Linked DNA regions of Mus musculus: region 1 is linked to region 2. Evidence: chromatin contacts called from public HiChIP or PLAC-seq data. All regions are on one chromosome and are shown on one strand. The core of a region is the stretch at or near the end of the contact, and the rest is flanking DNA. Distances in the headings are between cores, read along the strand shown.

Evidence for each region. HiChIP or PLAC-seq counts read pairs in DNA pulled down with a chosen protein or histone mark.
Region 1: an H3K27ac HiChIP or PLAC-seq map of embryonic fibroblasts shows a contact between it and region 2, with 20 read pairs. The contact joins the promoter of E330032C10Rik here to the enhancer-like site in region 2. A contact is called at or near these places in 6 of 39 promoter capture datasets (the 3T3-L1 cell line, the C10 cell line, the HPC-7 cell line and 1 more), 1 of 15 datasets of contacts at CTCF or cohesin (CD8 T cells), 14 of 484 Hi-C or Micro-C datasets (the 3T3-L1 cell line, 3T3-L1-derived adipocytes, the C2C12 cell line and 9 more), 4 of 115 datasets of contacts at active chromatin or transcription factors (CD8 T cells, the NIH/3T3 cell line, embryonic fibroblasts and 1 more) and 2 of 9 other capture datasets (adipose tissue and pancreatic islet).

Annotation. Positions count from the first base shown.
Region 1 is chr17:73,249,567-73,253,796 of GRCm38.p6, reverse strand. It overlaps E330032C10Rik (RIKEN cDNA E330032C10 gene), which reads right to left and starts at 2,811. Exons shown (of 4, transcript NR_167655.1): 1 at 1,095-2,811; 2 at 773-928; 3 at 1-29.
Region 2 is chr17:73,191,850-73,196,490 of GRCm38.p6, reverse strand. The region is part of intron 4 of Lclat1 (lysocardiolipin acyltransferase 1); the gene reads right to left. It also overlaps the pseudogene Gm25406. Among named protein-coding and RNA genes, the nearest start is that of E330032C10Rik, 57 kb to the left of the region's middle. Within about 2 kb of position 2,215, at least 62 of the 459 cell types and tissues checked have an H3K27ac peak or open chromatin away from gene starts, as enhancers often do. A contact at or near this core is called in 3T3-L1-derived adipocytes, the C2C12 cell line, the HL-1 cell line and 6 more, where this site is marked.

The DNA of each region.
Region 1 (4,230 bases), core at 1,562-4,061, 57 kb before region 2:
CTTCGATAGGAAGACTGTGGGGATGTTTCCTGAAAAGTGAATGGGCAGCACGCGTTGGATGAATGACAGTCTACACTGGAAAATCTGACTGCATCTCAGGCATGCTGTGTAAAGGTGGGGGTGGGTTTCCTCCCGAATGAGCAAACCAAGTGGAGGGAGAGAGTCATCGGCAGAGAGCCTCAAGGAAGTTTACTCAGTTCCTGGAGATAGCGCTACCACCACGTAGCCAGGGTACAGTTATCAAAACCAAAAATCTAACAGGAATTACCATCGGGCAGTTGGAGCACACTCAGATTTTATCAAGATCCCATTTTGCATGGGTTTGTTATATCTCTTTACTCTCCTCCACCCACAATTCCCCGGTCCCTCTTTGATGAGGTCATAAGATGGCACCCATTTGGGGACTGTCTGAGCCTTCCTTGAGATCAGATAAAGGTGCCCTTCTTAGAGAACACACACTATCAGCCTGACTTAGGCTAATGATGTTGATTCCAGGCAGCTAAGGATTGACTATTTTTTTCCTTCATAATAAACTCATCTGGTGGCGAGGCCCTGGCATTTGCATGCAGCCTGATTCCAAGCATATATTTTTACTCGTTGAATGTAAAATCAATCCACTGGTTTTCCTGTGAATGCTATTCCGTGGTGGTGATTTACTCTTGCCACAGGGTGAGTCCCAATTCCCCCCACTTCTACACTTATTAACTGGAATGCTACAGCAACCAAAAGTGGCTCCCTCCTTCCCCATTTATTTACATATTTATTTACTCACACTGGCTGGAGCTGGTGCCTGCTTACTGTATTCTGTGAGGTGTAATTCCCTCATATCATGGGTTGTCTGATGGCCTTCCTGTTGTGGCTATGCCTTAGCTTGGTTCCTGTAGCTCATCTTGTCCTCGTGGTGGGACTGAGAACACACTTAGTAAGTCTGTGAGAGGGTTCCCAGAGAGGAATGTTATTCTGGCTCTGACATAAAGAATAAACTTAGCCCGTGATGGGCTCAAAATCGGAACAGACTTCTGGCAAGCAAGACACACGCTCGACCTGGCTGGAGGAAGTAGGTCGCTGGTGCATCTTTCGAGCCTGCATCTTACCTTTTCTGTTCTGACCTTCTCTCTGCTTCCTGGTCCGTGTGCTGAGCCGCATTGCTCCTTTAGAGATTCCTTTTGGTCCCTATCAGGGAGGCTCTCAGCCCAACAGTGGTTCCCCCGTGTGTCCTGCCATCTGGCCAGGTGCTGTCTGAGAAAACACTAGGACAATGTTTGCTCCTGTTCTCTCATAAATATCTGGTAGAGTTTTCTAGAGGTATCTCACATGAGATAATCAACAGATGGCGGAATTCCTCTTCTAGTAACACACACACACACACACACACACATACACACACAGAGTAAAACTGTTCTATGTCCCATACTCAGCTTTTGTTTGCTTCAGAAAATAGCTATCTCCACAAAATGGAATATTTATATTAACACATAATAGAGATTATATAAGTACTTAAAACATTTGTTGCAGTAGGTACTGATCGCACGTAATCTGTAACTATTTGAGGTCCTGAACAACTTTTTAGATAGTATAAACAGGTCTCTGACCATGAAAAAAAAAAAAAAGACTATTCTATGTTTTTATTTTCTTTTATAGAGTATTTTTGCTAGTGGTTTTTGAAGACAGAGCTGCACTTCTCCACCCCCACATCCTTCTCCTCTAGAAGCTGCTAGCAGATGAGGAGGTCTCCATCAATTGCCTCGCCCCCACAGAGCCCCATGTGGCCTCAAGAGCCTGTTCCCATCTCAGGCTTGGCTCAGTGCCGGGAAAGCAGGCTCATCCCTGACCTGACACACCAGTAAACACAGGAGGACTTCCCGGAACACACGGGCAGGCAACGCTCTTCACACATCAGAAAAATGAGGCTATCGAAAATGAATTTGACTCGTTTATACATCTTTTTAAGGCATCAGGCATGTAAAATAGCTAATCTGCTTTGAATGGGGCTGTAATAAAAGTGTCATTGTCAAGCTGTCCCCAGAGATCAGGGGACAGCAGATTCCTTTCAACCAGGAGACATAGCTGCTCTCCTGCATCCATCCCACTGTGGTTAGAAAGAACTGGTTTGTGTTGGTCAGTCCAGAGGTATCTTAGCCCCTGGCATGAGAAGCTAATGATAAAACAAGATCTTATATGGGGGCTGGTTTGTTCCTTTGTCTTTTGTTTTTTATTTTTAGCCTGAATGAGGTAGAGGGGATGGTGTGTCTAGGGCACTATCCTATCTCACAGAGAAATCAGATCCAGTCTCTGCCCTCGGGTCTTGTGATACTGCAGGGCTGCACCCAGGACAGGCCTGGAGCAGAGGAGCCACGGCCCCGCAGGACTTCTCAAAGGCCAGCCAGCCACAAGCTGGGGAAACACTCCTCTATTCTCCCACCTGATGAGTAAGAATTATGTGGAGTGTGGGCAGGGCGTGGGCGGAGCCTGGGGGAACCTGGGCGGAGCCTGGGTGGGGTAGACTCTGTTTTCTAAACATCCCAAGTGATGGCCATATAGTACAGAGGAGCTTAGGCTCTCAATTCCAGATGAGGCTTTCCCAGGTCTCCCATAGCAGCCCCCACAGACATTTTATAAACCACGAGGCTCAGTGGAAAAGGGAAACGGACAGTCTTTGTTGAAATACTATTAAAACTTTGAGAAGATAATCACCACACAGAACCCAATATCCTGATGATTACCCAAGTTTCCTCCCACACAGCCTGTCCTTGGTCTTCGGCCAGTTTCCACAGCAGCCTCTTCATCCTGGTGGCTCTGCTAAGTAAGCCCTCAGGAGGCTTCCCCCAGGTGGCTGATAGAGGGGGCTTAGACAACCTGGGAAAGAATGAAGTCATCTCCAGGCAGGGGAGGGGCCAGAGGGAGGGCCTTCTCAGCTCTTTTCAAGCTCCTTTCCTATTCACAATGAGCTTGTGTTTCCTCAAAGCCTGGTTGGGGGGTTAGTCAGTGCTGTCTCCTGGCAGCAGAGCCAACCCCTCATTTGCCTCTGTTCACCATGGTCTTAGTTAGGGTTTCCACTGCTGTGAAGAGACTTCAAGGCAGCAACATGACAGCATCCAGGCAGGCATGGTTGAAGAGGAACTGAGAGTTCTACATCTTCATCTGAAGGCAGATAACAGAAGACTGACTTCCAGGAAGCTAGGAGAAAGTTCTCTCAAAGCCCACCCCCACAGTGACACTCTTTCTCCAACAAAGCGACACCTCCTAACAGTGTCATTCCCTGGGCCAAACATATTAAAAGCACCATAACCATCAGCAATCGCCCACTGCTATCCCTGGCTCATCACCTGTACCCAATAGGAGCTGACCAGGGGGACCGAGTCTACCCTCCAGTCCCTGACAATGACTGCTCAGGAAAGGCACTTCCTGTGGTAATTTCAGTCTTGCAGAATGAAGGAGACGAAAAATAGATTCTCTCTCCGGCCAACCCCTGGGACAAAATGTCAGTGAAAGATGCATCAATGCCCTGGTTGTCAGTAAAGAGAGCCATGACTGGCCACAGGAGACTCGAATGCTCATCTGTCGCTTGAGGGTGTTTTCTGGAAATGGTGCTGTCCACGATACTCTGGGCAGTGAGGAGATAGCCGCCTTGTGGTGTCTGAGTTGATGGCTTGTGCTCAGCGGCTGGGGACACAGGGCCATCAGCCCTGCCTACACACAAGCTTTGGCATCAGGGTTTGTCAAGCCTTGGCACTGGGTTCTACCCCTGATTTACTGTCTCCACCTCTGTCCAGCTAGCTTTATACCCTGGAAGGTGGCACACCATAGTCAGTGGTTTGGGGTTTTTTGTTCTTTTGGGTTTGTGCTTGTTTGTTTCTGTTTCTGAACGGAGTGAACATAAGGGTGCGAAGGGCCAAGACCTCAGCATGCCAGCTTCCTCCTGTTGTATGCCTACGCCCCACATCTAGTAAAGCTCAAACTATTCACAAGTAAAGTCAACTTGCACATTACCTATTGCTTCTAGAACCTCCAAGGCCAAATGCTCACTTTATACACAAGGAGCCAGAGGCCCAAGTTTCAATTCTGATGGTTAACAGCAGCAGACTGGATCCTAATTAGAGTCTGCTGCAGAGCTTGAAAACCCCTGGGGTCCAGACTATCCACCTGAGCCATTAGGATGGGGCATGGCTGTGAGTATTAAAGTGTTACAGTGAACCAGGTGCCAGGTTTGTGGGCCGTGGTCTCAGGGAA
Region 2 (4,641 bases), core at 966-3,465:
AGGCTAGCCACTACACTGTGAGACCCTGCATATGCCCAGAAGGCACTTTTCTGTTGTTACACAGTATACAAAGACAACGCAAACATTCTGAGTATGTGTATGAGTGCTTTGCCTGCATGTCTGTGTGACAGTGTGCAGTGTCCAAGGAGGCCAGAAGAGGGCATCAGATCCTCTGGAACTGGAGTTACAGATTTAGGCCCCAAATCAGGTCCTCTACAAGAATATCAAATGCTCTTAACCACTGGGCCATTTATCCAGCCCACAATGCAAACATTTGAGATAATCCCTTACAAATATCTGAAGTTGGCTGGGTGGGGGGGTGGGTAGGTAGGTAGGTAGGTAGGTAGGTATATAGGTTGATAGAGACAGATGTAAATTTACGTTATGAATAAGCCTTAATATCCTTAAATTTATATCCCAACTTTAAAATTACTTAGGTGGCTTAAAAAAAACTGATATGAAATGAAAATTGAGATATAAAAACAAAAAACTAATTAGCTAAAGTTTTCACTAAAGACCATCTTTATGTGAGGTGGGGATGTTCAATGTCACTTGTCTGCCACGTGCAAGGCCCCTTAGGTTCAATCCCAAGCAGCACTAAGAATCATAAAATCCTGACATAAGAACAATTTAAACGTAAAAGACTAATAACATGAAAAATTAACAAAATACAAAATCTAAACACCCTGAAGAAATAACTAGCAATCAAATCAACATTTTTTTTAATCCAATAATTTGGGCTTTGAAAGCAAAATAAAATACCTGCCTTGCTCAAGCACAGAGTGGCTAATATTACCCAGACCACTGCACAGCAAAATAGACACATGATTAGCACATCATGTACACACATCTGAACATGATTTGGCTGAATATAGTTACAGAGACAAGTATATGTTCCAATTGTTGGCAATAACTTCTTTTTCCATTCCATGAGGTCACTTTACAAATTCCAAGAAGAACCAAACTCGTTACTCAGCAAATACAACTGGAAAATAAAGTGTTCAAAAATTTGGCCTTGACTAGTAGAGATCATGAAATATCTTCTGATGACAGCAAATGTTAGGACATGTAATTCTCAGCTCTGTTTGGAAATTTACAGACTAGTACAAAAAAATTTATCTATATAAACACAACTTTCCTAGGAGTAAATTTAAGATCAGTGAGTTCTCTAGCCCTCCAGCAACCACAGATGTATCCCACAACACAATATCCAGTAGATAATCTTACAGAAGGGGCTGTGTCATTTCTATCAGAGGCACTGAGTCAAATGCCCACAGCTCTCCCAACAATACAAGGAGAGACCTTGGACATGGAAATCAGTAAGCTATTCTGCATCTGCTGTGAATGTCCTGGGCACGAGCAGACTAGTGGCAGCATTTCTGTTGCAACTAGCTGCAGACCTTAAAGGGGACAAGGAGCCCAGAGACATCGGAGAGATGCGACCTCTCATCAGCTTGTTGTCAGGATCAGTGACTCTGAGGGTTTTCACGTGAAAATCAAGTCTGATGTAGATGTGGAGACAAATATACACAACGCTAAAATGTACGGTTTGGGACACACTATGGGACAAATCAGTGTGGTGATGTTCCGCCCCTCACTTCACCCACCCCTTCCCAGACCATCATTATTAGTAACTGCACTGGCATCCCATTTTCCAACCACAGCCTCCTGTCAGCTCATTCCCTGCAGCCTCCCACTCCTTCCACCCACACCCATGGGACCGCTGGCCACTCTGAGCTTCTCAAGCCAACTGGGCATGTTGCAACCTCAGCTTGTGCAGCTGCTCCTCAGCTACCCACGCCTTCTGCTGCAGATGAAGTCTTCTACCTCATACACACAGTTCCTACTTACCCGAAACTTCAGAGAGGCTGGTCCTGACCACCTTAGAGGCTAGCACCCTGCTTCCTTCTTTTACTGTCTTCCCATCCTGCCTTATCTTTTCCCCTTTAAAAAATTTTTAGCTTTTTATTGGCTCTTTATGAATTTCACATCATGGACCCCAATCCCATTCATCTCCCCCTTCCCTCGTGCCCACCTTCCATGCTTGCAATACGACCCCCAGATAAAACTCTTGTGGAAGCTGTGTGTCACAGTATGTCCCACAGTATTTCCTTTTGTCCACACTTCTTGCAAATGTTCCTTGCAATGAGTCGGTCTGCCACGAGGCCTCTGGCTTCTGCTACTCTATCAGTATTGGAACCTCACTGAGACTCCTCCCAGATATCCTGTTGTTGCCCTGTCTCATGGACATCCTGTAGTTTGGGATCTATAAGACCGGCCTCTTCACACACTCCAGCAGTTTATTAATGGGATAGATGTTGGGGTCCGCCAATTTAAATCCTTGGACCTTGGACCAGGCTTGCTTCTGCCCAGGGCTGTGGTCTCAGGTGGAATTCTTCTAGTCTCTGGCTTGTTCCATATCCTGGGAGCCTGATGCCAAACTGATGGTCGTCTTAGATTCACCTTTCCCAGGAAATGTTAGGTTTGTAAGTCAGAACACTCACAGCCTCTCCCCTCTCTGCCACCTCCTGACACACATGTGACACAGCAGCCACGCCCACAATACCTCTAGGGGCAAGTGTTTTATTTTTCTATACCAACTCTTATGACAACTGTATGGATTCTTAGTAGCTGATTATCTCTTTCTTCATATAACAAGCTTCATGGAAGGGAATTAATTTTGTATATGAAATTTCAAAACACTGGAATATTTGTTAAATAAAGAAATTTTATGTTCAAGAGTATCAAATTCTATGGAATTTCATTGTTAAAATCTGAAAATAGTTTTCCTTTCCAAATCAGACAGAACTAAACAAGTGTTATGGCAAATTTTATGTCAACCTGACAAGGCTGCATGCGCCAGGCTTTAACTGTCAACCTGTCACAACCTGGAAGCACTTTTAAAGAGTCTTAATCTTGATCAGTGGGCATATCCCAGGGACTGTCACCTACTTTGGGTGGCATCGTTTCCTATAGTTGGGATCATGAAAAATGTAAAAGAGAAGAAAGCTAGCTAAGAGCAAGCAAGCAAGCAAGCAAGCAAGCAAGCAAGGGTGAATTTATTTCCCCTGCTAACTTTGGATGTGACCAGCTGTTTCAAGTTCCTGCCTTGCCTTCCACACAGAGATGGACTGTGACCTGGGAGTGTAAGGCGATGTAAACCCAGTTCTCCACTAACCTGCTTTCAGTTAAGATGTTTATCACAACATCAGAAAAGAAACTAGGATGGTACAAACTTTTATTCTAGAGATTCTGGTAAAGGTACTTTTTGATAGGATTGCTATTCCAATTGGTAGAGTAGTAGGGCAGACTACTTACTGCACAATGTGACTGGGTTTCATGTAAATCAACTGTCTTAGAAACAAGGGTATCCTTAACTGCACTACACAGAAGATGATGTAGTCCACTTTTAGGTTTCAACTGCTGCTCTTCCCAGGACTACCACTGGCCCAATCTGAACTTGCAAGGTCTGCTGTTTCAAAAACCACTCCCTTAAAGCACACCATGCTCTCTCCTTAAATATTTCTTTCTTTAAAAACCCGAATACATAATATAAACTGCACAATCAGCTCAAAGGTCCAAAGATATGAAAGATTACAATGTAAGTAAGAAATAAAATGGGCACAAAACACATGTTCTCTTTGCTGGTTTTAAGGTTATAAAGGAGCTGGTATGTATGTGCACGTATATTTCTAAGAATGTGAGCATGTATGTAAGAATCTGTGACTAAATGATGAGCAAAATGAACTAAAAATTCAAATCGTGTTCATTCAGGGACTATGGAATTACAGCAGCCTCTATGTCTGTCTACTTCTGTGCTTTATAATTTCCCAATATATACTTCTTCCCTTAACAAGATGTTATAAACAATAATAGTATACACAGACAAAACGTATAGAAAGCCATGAAACATACTAATTTAAAAGTATGCAAGCAAACTAGATTCAGAACTTAAATCAGAATATAAAATGTTTGACTAGGGTTTTAGCCCAGCAGTGGTGGTGCACGCCTTTAATCCCAGCACTTGGGAGGCAGAGGGAGGTGGATTTATGAGTTTGAGGCTAGCCTGGTCTACAGCCTGACCATCCAGAGACTGCCCCACCTGGGGATCCACTCTATAAACAACTACCAAACTCAGACACTATTGCAGAAGCCAACAAGAGCTTGCTGGCAGGAGCCTGATAAAGCTGTCTCCTGAGAGGCTCTCCCAGTGCCTGAAAAATACAGAAGTGGATGCTTACAGTCATCCATTGGACTGAACACAGGGTCCCCAATGAAGAAGCTAGAGAAAGGACCCAAGGAGCTGAAGGGGTTTGCAGCTGCATAGGAGGAACAACAATATGAACTAACCAGTACCCCCAGAGCTCCCTGGGACTAAACCACCAACCAAAGAAAACACATGGTGGGACACATGGCTCTCGCTGCCTATGTAGCAGAGGCTGGCCTAGTTGGTTATCAGTGGGAGGAGAGCCTTGGTCCTGTGAGGGTTCTATGTCCCAGTATAGTAGAATGGCAGGGCCAGGAATGGGAGTGGTGGGGTCGGGGAGCAGGGGGAGTGGGGAAGACATAGGAGATTTTTGGAGGGGAAACTAGGAAAGGGGATAACATTTGAAATGCAAATAAAGAAAATATCTAAGAAAT